3 separate regions of the Anas platyrhynchos genome follow, and regions 1 and 3 are each linked to region 2. The links are chromatin contacts, called in public Hi-C maps. All regions are on one chromosome and are shown on one strand. Each heading gives the region's core, a stretch centred on a gene start, on an enhancer-like site or on the middle of the called end of the contact. The rest is flanking DNA. Distances are from core to core; before and after follow the strand shown. Region 1 has its middle 150 kb from the start of TSC22D1. Region 2 overlaps LOC101800207 (a long non-coding RNA gene). Region 3 has its middle 100 kb from the start of CCDC122.

Evidence for each region. A called contact is a pair of places that touch in the nucleus more often than the background predicts.
Region 1: a contact with region 2 is called in a Hi-C map of skeletal muscle, with 2.4 times the contacts expected there. The contact joins two enhancer-like sites. A contact is called at or near these places in 2 of 8 Hi-C or Micro-C datasets (skeletal muscle and subcutaneous adipose tissue).
Region 3: a contact with region 2 is called in a Hi-C map of subcutaneous adipose tissue, with 1.6 times the contacts expected there. The contact joins two enhancer-like sites. A contact is called at or near these places in 4 of 8 Hi-C or Micro-C datasets (liver, skeletal muscle and subcutaneous adipose tissue).

Annotation. Positions count from the first base shown.
Region 1 is chr1:176,787,671-176,791,530 of IASCAAS_PekinDuck_T2T, forward strand. No RefSeq gene overlaps it. Among named protein-coding and RNA genes, the nearest start is that of TSC22D1, 150 kb to the right of the region's middle. Within about 2 kb of position 2,606, at least 1 of the 8 cell types and tissues checked has an H3K27ac peak or open chromatin away from gene starts, as enhancers often do. A contact at or near this core is called in subcutaneous adipose tissue, where this site is marked.
Region 2 is chr1:176,664,530-176,668,151 of IASCAAS_PekinDuck_T2T, forward strand. It overlaps LOC101800207 (a long non-coding RNA gene), which reads left to right. Exons shown (of 4, transcript XR_011806408.1): 3 at 31-1,474; 4 at 3,453-3,622. Among named protein-coding and RNA genes, the nearest start is that of CCDC122, 29 kb to the left of the region's middle. Within about 2 kb of position 2,147, at least 2 of the 8 cell types and tissues checked have an H3K27ac peak or open chromatin away from gene starts, as enhancers often do. A contact at or near this core is called in subcutaneous adipose tissue, where this site is marked.
Region 3 is chr1:176,735,631-176,739,041 of IASCAAS_PekinDuck_T2T, forward strand. No RefSeq gene overlaps it. Among named protein-coding and RNA genes, the nearest start is that of CCDC122, 100 kb to the left of the region's middle. Within about 2 kb of position 1,906, at least 1 of the 8 cell types and tissues checked has an H3K27ac peak or open chromatin away from gene starts, as enhancers often do. A contact at or near this core is called in subcutaneous adipose tissue, where this site is marked.

The sequences.
Region 1 (3,860 bases), core at 1,356-3,855, 120 kb after region 2:
TTCTATTAGAGGGCAACACAAGGGAAATACAGAGCACTCCCATGAGAATGCGCCTGGGCAGGAGCATGAAGCAACCTGCTACAAACGCCTTGCAAAGAACACCACGATTTTCACTGGAAGTATCATCGAAACGGATGAAGTTAACAATGCTGTTCATGGTATCCACAACATCTACCAACCGTACCACACACAGCAAGACTCTGAAGACTGCAATGCAGTTGTCTGCTCCCCATATCTGACTTCAGAATTCATGTGTCAGTACATGCTGCATTTCTAGGGTTGTGGCCTCAGCACAGAGGAAAGAAGGCATGGCATCATACACTTTATATTAAGTGCTATTTTTAAAGAGAACTATAAAAGCTTTACATGATTTTAAAGTAGAGTTGAGCCTCCTCCAAGGGAGACAATGCTCAGAGTCGCTCAGATTGGCCCTCAGCTGTTCTTTGAAGTCAGTCTGTGTGCTCTGAAGCTCCTGAGTTTACAAAGGCAAGGCTGAAAATCCCAGGAGAATGGGCTTCCCTGCAGTGCCCCTAGTTTCTAGGTCAGCCTATATTGCACAGAACTTACAGGTTCTTGTAACAAAGGTCAAAAATGCATTCATCAGGACCTTTGGGAGCAGGCACTGGTAGTATCTTTCATAAACCAAGTGTAGTCATGTGAGGTGGCAGAAAAATGAGGTTATTGCTTTCTCTCCACTATCTGTGTAGCCTGTACATGTTTTTATTTGGATCTGAAAAGACAGCAGGTGTCTGGGAGAGAGAATTAATCTTTTCTAAACATTATCAAAAGCATGACCCACTGCCAGTCTTTTATGTGAGGAAAATTCTTGTCCCAGATGGGAAACTATCCTAACTACCCCTGAGCATGCCATTTTTAATGAAGCCACCAAGATGGTATTCCGCACCCATGAGAAAACAGAGATAACAAATTACTATCTGAGCCATTTTCAGCCAGACAGATTTGGGAAGAAGCAGGAAACAGTGCTGCAGGGACTCTGCAATAGTGCTATGACCATTCTGTTGGGTAATCCATAATATACACACCTAATGAGCTAGTGTTAGCATCTGCGTGGTGGACACTCGGGGAGGTGGTGATAACCCCATTAGGCTCTGTTATATGCTCAGAAGTCTGGTAGCTCTTCATCTGTGTGATGCAAGGAGGCTCAGTAAATGCAAAAATAGACAAACTGCTCCTGTAGAAAAACAGAAGGGAGAGACACCAGCAAGGGGCACACAAAACATCTGAAGAATTACTCCCTCGGGAGAAGAAAACTTGAGATGACGCACTAGTGAAGTCTCCGGTCTGGTCTGGTGTTTTTTTTTTTTTTAAGGCTTTTGAATTCCTCCCTCCCTTCCTGACCTTTTATGAACAGATCAGGGCCTTCTTTGAAAGCGCCATGGGAGGATGCAGAAGTCCTCCTTCCCCTTCTGCTGGCAGCCTGTAGCAGGATGCTTCTCACACTTGTGCTAAGCGGGATTTAATGATATGACAACAATTGCACCAATTAAAGGAGAAGATAGCCCATTAAGTGGTGTTGTTTCAGAGCAGATAACCTGCAATTTGGAAGCAATCCGCTGTTTTAAGAACAGGGTACACTTGCCCTACGCTTGCCTACAAGTCATGTCAGGTAAATAAAGCTCTTGTCTCCTAGACAACCAGGGCATCCACAACAAACCCTACCTGGCTTATCTAATTTCTTTGCTATTGTGTCTCTGCAATTAGTCAGAGAAACAGACATGCCAAGGGAAAGCATCCTGACTCACTCAACATCACATATACGCTTCCTCCTTTTTCCCTGACAGGCTGCAGGGTTTGAAAGACACAATAGTGATTGAGTCATTGACATTTGCTCTCGCTGCCAAAGCCAGCTCGCATTCTCCATCAGAAACTCCTGTCAGATGTGATTGCACAGCCTATTTTTGGTTCTCAGAGGAAAAAGGCAAACAGATTTACACAGGTGTAGCTGGGTTTATGACTTGCTTCTTCATCTGTGTGAAAGACAGAGTTTATTTTTCCCTGTGCTGCATAAGGGACCACCCGTGTGTTCTCAGCAGAGCCTCATGCTCCTGTTTGCGCCCTCCCTGTACAAAGTTTAACCATCCCATATAATATCCCACCAGCTGACAATGGTGTAATCCGAGAGGAATGATGTTAGCATCCCTTTAGATATGTGATAACCCAGGGTTAGGAGTGAGTTTAACTGAAGCTCAAGCCCCAACCTGCTGAAGTGCTGGGGAAAGCTTATTCACAGATCAGTACAGAAAGCGTAAGTGCAGCTTCTTCCTTAATGGTCCCGAGATCAGAATCAGCCAGAAGCAAAAAAAACTTCTTATCTAGGTTATCGTATTACACCACTACAATAGGAGGACAAATCGGGTGCAGGATGCTGACGAGGAGAGGCTGAACCAACCTTTCTTTCTCTGACACTTTCTTCCCTCCTTGCTGGGTTGGGTGTGCACTCACGTAGACACAGGGCAGTGTGGGTGTGGGCACGGGAGGGAGAACAGGCACACTGTTCATGGGACAGTATTCCCATGTAAAGAGAGTAAACGCTGCTGTGCGCCCTGCAACGCTTCGAATGACCCAGATGTTCCTTCTGCCGAATCCCTCGGGAGCTGTGCTTGCAGCCTACTAGGTATTATGGAGGGTATTCAGTTTATGCTTTGCTTTGTTCAGTTTAATCTAATCGCTGTTGGCCATAAAAGTCCTTTAACCACACTAAACAATCCCTCTTCCTCGCTGAAGTTTACACCCATCAAATACTTGTAGATAGTTATCGTGTTTCCTTTAGTCATTGTTTAGCCAAGAAATACACGTCTAATCCAACTTCTGCTGGTGTAACGCTGGACATGGGAGGAATAAAGCCTGCCTAATGGAGAACATAAGGCAGGCTAGCTCAGCATAAAGCTTTTTAAGAACTTCCCTCTGGCAGATAAGTCATAGCTGGCCTCAAAAGAGGCATTAGTAGCCAGCAGGAGGGCAAAGCAAGAGGAGCTAAAAGATGATCTGAATTAGTGCTTTGTCAGTCAGGTTTTAGTGGCTGGGTTGATACAGGATAGCTTCCAGTATTCCCCAAGCTGATAACTCTCAAGCCCAAACCACTGCTGGGAGTGGGTTAACCATCTGCTAACCATGGTGAGGCATTGCCTGGAACAGCACAAGCTGGACCAGGCCAAAACCATACCAAGGACTGTGACCATAATTTGTAGTAAAAATAAGCATGGGATGCTACTCAAGCCTGTACCCTGACCGCTTTCAGTTTTCCAGTACACAAAGAGCCAGAGGAGACTCTGCTTGGTTTGGGGCAGCCCTGAACAAGAGGGCTCACAGGAGACCTGTGATGGACACAACCCTCCTGCCCCTTTGGGTATGCTCACCCCCACAGACTCAAGGGACTGGAATTTAGAGCACTGGTTAAGACATAAATGACCATGGTCTAGAGAACATAGTCTGTCTCCTGTCACTGAATTCATGTATCCATAGAGAATCATATCAGCTTAGTTTCTTGACATTATCATTACACCTTTCTTTCTTTCTTTCTTTCTTTCTTTCTTTCTTTCTTTCTTTCTTTCTCTCTCTCTCTCTCTCTCTCTCTCTCTCTTTCTCTCTTTCTCTCTCTCTCTCTTTTCTCCCTTTCTTTTTCCTTCTTGTTTTTTTTTTATTTCTTGCTTTTCCTTTTTCCCTTTTTTTTCTTTGTCTGGCTTCTTTCACAAATCCATCAGGGTATCCTAAAGTACATATATTTCAAATGATCGGTCTCTAAATATTCAGGATTCATTTTCTCCAGAGTGTGAGCAGCACAAAACTTCAGGAGTGTGGTTCAGGAGACACAAGTCTAACTGTTTCCAGGACTGTCTGGA
Region 2 (3,622 bases), core at 897-3,396:
TTTATTATTTATTTTTTTTTCTTTTTACAGCGTCTGTTCTCTTTACAATGTGTGTTTTCATGTCAGCTTTGTATTCATCCATTTTCTTACACCAGATCCAGTGGGTTACTGCAGATAGGAGAAGCCAGTAGCTATGTATTTACTGCACCATCCATACCATCCATACATAAACCCTTAGTTTCAGAGAAACCTCTTAGCTAGGCTGATCCGCAAGTTTGGGTAAGGTAGAGGATGAGGCTTAAAACGATCACAGCAAAGCTCGAGTCCCTGATTGGAGAGGGCCTTGGTACCTGCTGGGACGAGGACAGGAGCATCCACTGAATTCCTCTGGAGGTAAAAGGACCTTCCCTATACCAGAAGCCAAAAAACAAGGCACTATACTAGGATGTTACTGGAAACTGGGAAAATGTATCAGGGGGCATGTCTGCCCTATTCTTTTATTATTCCCTTAGCATCCATAATTAGCTGCTGCTGGAAAGCCCGGGTGCAACAGGCCTGCCCTAGCAGAGTGCAGCTACTCTGGCAGCCTGACACTGTTCCTCCACGAGGAGTAGTCACACTAACCTGAACAGCACCGTTCTTGGATGTGTTATATCATGACTGCATCCAAGTGCTTACAGGATTTTGACTTACCAAAGTTTGCAGGGCTTCTGCTTTGGTCTAGCTTTTTGGGCATCAGTAGAGATGCCCGGTGCATTGTTGTGAGAGCCAGGGTCTGCCCTGCTTGCTGCTACCAGAGCTTTTGGGGACACACTCCCAGGCCTGTGGCACACATTGTAATGCTGCAGAGGATTTTGACTATGGCTAAAAGAAAAAAAAAAAAAAAAAAAAGAGCCATCTGAAGACAGAAGGAGAGACCTGGCTGAGTCCCGGGAGAGGGGCTGGAGCTGGGAGGAATTTCACTGCAGCAATGATCAGCATCTTCTGCAGAGAAGAGAGCAGCAAGAATGCGAAGCATCTGTCCTATCTGCAACGTACTGTGACGAGAGAGTCGCCCTCTGCTACGAGCCTGTTTTGGTGGCAGCGAAGCTCCCGCGTGCCTCGCTGCAGTCATTTCCCAGGAGAGGTCGGCAGGAGGTGGGCACCAGGGCAGCTGATTCAGCAATTGCTCTGAATTCAGCTTTTTTCTTCATTCCGTATCAAAAATAAGGAGCTGTTGTTTACGCCGGGCTCACTGAACGGCCCCCTGTTCCCATGATACCTAGAGGAGGCTGACAATTATCCTCCCTGGCTTCTCCCCAGAGCTATTTTCTTTGCTGGCGGGGAGGAAATTGTTCATGTTTCATTGGCGCTACCGTTGTTCCAGCTGCCAGAGCAGGAATGTTTGTCCGCCAGCCTGCATCGGTGGCAGCGGCTCCCCTTTGGACCTGCCATCTGTTAGCTTATCGCTGCTCTTATCTGTGCCATGGCAGGGGCTGGGGGCATGGCCCCCGTGCCCAGCACTGCTCCAGCGTGCCAGCAGCAGCAGGGACAGGTAAGGGACACCTGGGGCAGGACGGGGGGGCTGCTCTGCCCAGATCCTGTAGGAAAGCTTGAACTGTGTCGCCACGTCTCTCCTCGGCCGTGATTGATCCCTTACTGAAATGCCTCCTTAAATATCCGCTGTAAATAGCAGCTGCAGTGTAACACAGGGGGCTGCTAGTCCCTGATTTACAAAACAAGGGTTCGTATAAACATCCTCTTTCGGAAGCCTTGCGTCATCTGGGAAAAAAAAAAATAAATAATAATAATAATAAAATTTACATTTCACCTGGTTCTTATCCCACTGGGATTCTCTGTACCATGGGATCCTCCCTGACTGGGAGGTTGTTTTTTTAGGGTTGATTCCTGGGGAGGCCTGGATTTTCAGATGTTGCAGTCTCAGGCCTGACTGTGCTGCGATTGCTGTTGGAAGAACTGAGACCCGAGAAATGAGACCTAAAAAACAAGACCCGCAGCATCCTTGGCCACCCCCCCAGGGCTGCAGCTTGATCTTGGCAGTGCTACACCCTCTTGTCCGGAGCCGTGTGGGTCATTTCATCTTCCAACCCTTGTTCCAAGCTCTCGTTTCCCTTTGTCTGGAGCCGGCGAGGGGCTGGTTTCTCCCCCCGGAGCGTGCAGTGCCGGAGCCGCGCCGCTGAGCGGCACCGTCCATCCAGGCACCTCGTCCTGCAGGGCACCCGCACTGCTCCCCGAGCAGGTGGCCCCCGGGACACCTCACCCCTGGGGGGGCCTCAGCAGCACCCCCAAAAGCCGAGGGGTGAACCTATAAAACGCCAGGGGTTGGGGAAAGCTAGGCTGATAACCCCAACCACCCGTACGACACCCACGTTGCATCCCAATGCAAAGCACCTTTTGTGATTTCCAGCGTTTGGACTTGGTAGGAAGCATTCGTATTTATTTATATATGTTCCCCCCTCTCTACTTTCTCGTCTTTGTTTTTTGAATTTGCATTCATTGCCTCCAGCTGTTCAAATGATCTGAGATTAAAATGTTCTTCACAGCACTGTCTTTTCAGAGATTTTATTTTCTTTCCTTTTTTGAGATGAAACTTAGAAGCAAAAGTTTTCGACTTTAAAATAACTCAGTCTTTGGTGTTTGCTGTGCTGTGAATGATATTTCCAGTAAATGGCCTCACGTAAGTCAATATCTAATTCGTGTCTACTTTCACTTTCTGACAATTATGACTGTTTTTTGACCTGGAAATCTGGAAGCTTGTTTATTAACCTGGTTTGATAAGCTTAGTGAAGACACAAAAGTAAACTTTTACTTTAAAAGTAAAAAGGGGAACGTTTCAAGTCCTGTCAAACAGAAACAGGATCTGCACTTTCCATTAGCCCAGTTCCTTCAGTTTCTGACAGCACACCGTGCCTGATGTCCTCAAAGCCCTGGTCTGAGGACTCATGGCCATGGCTGGTGCAGGACCACGTGGGGCTGTGGAGGAACACACACTGGTGTCCTCGTCCCCACACCATGCAGGCCAGCAGGACAGCACAGCTCCTGTCTGGTAAAAACCTTTCCAGAGGAAACCACAGGGAAGGGAATGACTGCGGGGGTGCACCTCCATCCCGCCCTGGTCCTGACGTGTGTGTTTGGCTTCAGAAACTGGAAGTCTCCCAGGCTTGCCACTTTCCCTGTGGCCCCTGTGTCTGCTTTGCCTGGCGGAGCCACTTCCCCCCTCCACCTTTCCCGGCCCAGAACTGCAATTTCTGTCCTTATTCCCGTGTGTGTTTTGGAGAAGCCAGCCAGGCGTGACGCTTGGCCATGCTGGAGAGCAGACTTGCTCCTGCAGTCCAACACACTGCCGGGGCATTTTTAAACAAAGGACTGCAAGATCTTCAAGCAACACGGGGGACAGTTCGCCAGTTCCTCGTGTAATAGAATGGGGTTAGTTTATGTATTTTTAAAGAGGACAGTTCAGGGGTTGACAGTCAGAGCTGAAAGCCTGAGGAATGTGTATTTGTTGTTGCCAGATGACTTGACAGATGACACCACGCACACCAGTAATCAGCAGCCTTAAGTCAGTGCTTGGAGGAGACACCCAGAGCTGCAGCATCTGTGGCGACCCGCAAGCCCAGCTTCCCAAAGCTATTCAGGGTACCTAAACCTCACTGGAGTCAGTACGCCGACATAATCAGTGGGG
Region 3 (3,411 bases), core at 656-3,155, 71 kb after region 2:
CCAGACACTGAAAGGTGGGGCCCAAATATAAACCTCATTGTACTTTGGCAGCAAACAGGAACCAAATGATACCTTGCAGAGGTCAAGCTCAATTTGAACTCTCTCTGGAAGGCGGGAGATTTTTTATTTGTTTGTTTGCTTTATTTTTCCCAGACATTATAGTTTTTTCATTAGCTTCCTTCACAGGAAGTTTTTAGTAGCTCTTCTTGTGGCTCTTATGCTTGTCATTGTGGAGGGATTCAAAGGCTTTAAGTGACTTTCTGGAAGACCATCAAGATGGGATTAAATAACCATTCTGCTATTTTAGCCTGGGTCTTCTGACCCAAATTCATCCTTTGTGGGTCAAGACATCAATATCCGTGGCTGTACCTTGCCTTTGAGAAAGATGCTTTCACGCTTGTCAGAAGTTGCAGTAATAAAAAGGACAGAACTCTATGGTACAGAGACAAATAGAAGAAATCACACAAGGTCTGCATCAGGAGCTTGTGTGCAGGAACCAGCTCCTCCCTCCCACATTCAGGGACTACTGCCATGTCTCTGGATGCCTAAGGAGCTGCACTGGTGAGGGGACACTGAGAAAGGAGATTATTTTTCTGTGCTCTTAGGGTCCCACCGTGCTCTCCCCAATAGCAGTGGATATAAATCAATATTATCATGCACACTGTTTTTGGAATCTGAAGTAGGATCCAAGATGTGGATGGATGTTCCCAAGGTCACACACGATCAGCAGCAGGGCACAGAAGGATATCCTTGCTTCCAAACCGACCTCGGCCCCACCAGCTGAGGAGGCAGCACCAGCATTGTCACTGCACCTTTCGTCTCCCCCACAGGGCTGAACTGAAGAGGAGCACTCAGAGTAATGGAAACAACACCAGGGTTGTAATGGAGGAGTGGGGAGGCTGGGAAAATCTTATCTGGCTTCCCACAACCACTAAGTACTCCTTGCAAAGTGCTGATGGAGGAATTCTGGTACTCCAGTGTTGGGGTAGGGAGCAGAATGAGACAGCACTCAGGTGCAACAGGGAGCCTCACTTTCCATCACCACTGCTATTTGGGTAACACAGCTTACTTTTAACCTTCTTTTTTGTTGTTGTTGTTGACTTTTTTTTTTGTTCTTTATTTTTTTCTGTATAAATTTGTGAGAGAAGGAGCAAAGGGGTGCTGAGGAAACCAAAACTGATTTCAAATCTCTATTTATAAATCTCTAATGTTTATAAATCTCTATTTATAAATCTCTAATGTTGTGTTTTAAAATCTTTCAAGGTAATCATCCTCTTTCTACCTCCCAGGTCTGTTTATGTATTCCTTATGTCCTGAGTATACGAGTGGACCTTCAACTTCCCATCTGTGAAAAACAGCCATCATAATGAGGTGTTGATATGTTTGGAGCGCTACCTGCTACTATAATAGGAATGATTAATAGTGATAGATCATTTTCCACACCCACACAGATAATAGCATCTCTCCTGGGATGGCTGACAATGTAATTGTGGCAGAATGCAGGGAGGCCTGAAACGCATTTCATTAGTTATTGACTGGGGTACTTTGTCTCGTCCTTTAAAAAAAAAAAATAAAAAACCACAACACATACACACAGAAAAACCACCTGACAGGAAAAAGGAAAAGCGTGTGCAGTACTTTTTAAAAATCAGCACACAGGCACAATTAAAGATAACAATGCAGCAGCAAATCAGTGCAACCCATCGGCATTTTCTTGTTCCACCACACACAACAACGTATTTGCCCCAAGAGACATTTTTGGAGGTGCAAAAGTTCACCTGCAGCCTGTTAATTCACTTTGAGACGGGACTGCGATCACTTAATGGACTCTTCTTGTACCGGCTGCTATGGTAACTGCTGCATCACGCTCTCCATAGGCTTGTTTTTGGAGGAGAGTGTAAACTGCAAGAGCAAATCTCAGATGGGTTTGTTACTGGAATCAAAATCCCAGGGCGGATTTGCAATTCTACACATGGTCTTGGCCCACCGAGCACTCCTTTTATGGGCATGTTTGCTCATCTGGCTTAATTTTAAACCCAGTCCTTAAGCATTGTGTGCTCAAAAACACTTCTCAGAATTGAAGTCTTCTGGGTTTGGGCTGGGTTGGAGGCACATGTGGAAAGCTTAAGAAAAAATAAAAAATAAAAGCACAGGAAAAAAAAATAAAAGATGAGACAAATAGAGTGGAGATTGGGTTAAATCATTCAGCCCATCAGTCCTAGTCATCAAGCTTAAAGGCTGCAGAAGCAAAGCCCTCTTCAAAAGCAAGCAAAGAAATGTCCTCAGGAGATTGGAAAAAGAGCTACCAAGTCTTAACCAAGCATAACCAAAGCAGTGGTAAATACCCAAGTCTGCAGACACTCTGGAGCAACAACAAAGAGACCTGAGAGTGAAGATTTCTCATCCATCTCCTTGTCATGAGAACTACCATGAAAAGTGACCTTCATCATCTCCTGTCTCATCTCTCTGAAGAGAGGGACAAGGAGTCAGGTGCTGGAGCATGGCAGAGGATCTATGTGGGCAGGAAGAAGGAAAGAGCTGAGGGAAAGCAAGGGGAAAAGGCATCAGGGAAAGGGGAAAAATGGGGAATGAGAAAAATAAGATGCAGAAAAGTGAAATTGGATGTCAGTGACCTGCTGGAAGCTGGCAAACGTGTTCCTGCAAACGGATGGGTGAGGTCAGGCAGTGGCGGGCAAGCAGGATAGGGGTAATGACAGAGGATGCAGGTTCATGTCTGGGCAGGAAGCAGACTTTAGAGATGGAAAGGGCCTTGAGAAAAGAAGAAGCTTACTCTTCACCCTGCAGCAGGACACTCCCTGTCAGGGTCATTTCTCACAGATATATGTCTGACCTGTTCTTATAGATCTCCAGCAGCAGATGCTCCTGGACCTTCGTAGACCTCCCACTCAGAGGTTCATCATATTTCTCTCAGAGCTAGTGTTGAACATCCCATTTCTTTCCCAAGTGCATGAGAAGAACATACTGATTATATCTTCTTCTCAGAAGTGTTTGAAGACTACTTAGTCTATTCCCCTTGGTTTTTCTCCAGGATTTCTTAAAATATAATGTCCAAATATTTCAGCTGATGTTTTACCAATGAGCTTCAAAAGGATTATTTAATGCACCTTGCAAGCTACATTCCTCTCAGTATGATGCCAACCTTTTTTGCAGCAACATAACATTCTTGACTGAGGGTCAGCTTGTGATCCACCGTTACCCTCATATCTTCCTCTTCAGAACTGCTACTGATCAGATTTCCACTGTATAGCCAAGGGAAATATATAGCCATGTAGTCACATACTTGATTATTCTAGCCTGAATGCAGTACCTTCTGCAATTGTTGAATGCCATTTGGATTTCTCCCTTCAGACCAGTCTTTAAGGTCATTTTAAATTTTAACTCTTTTTTTTT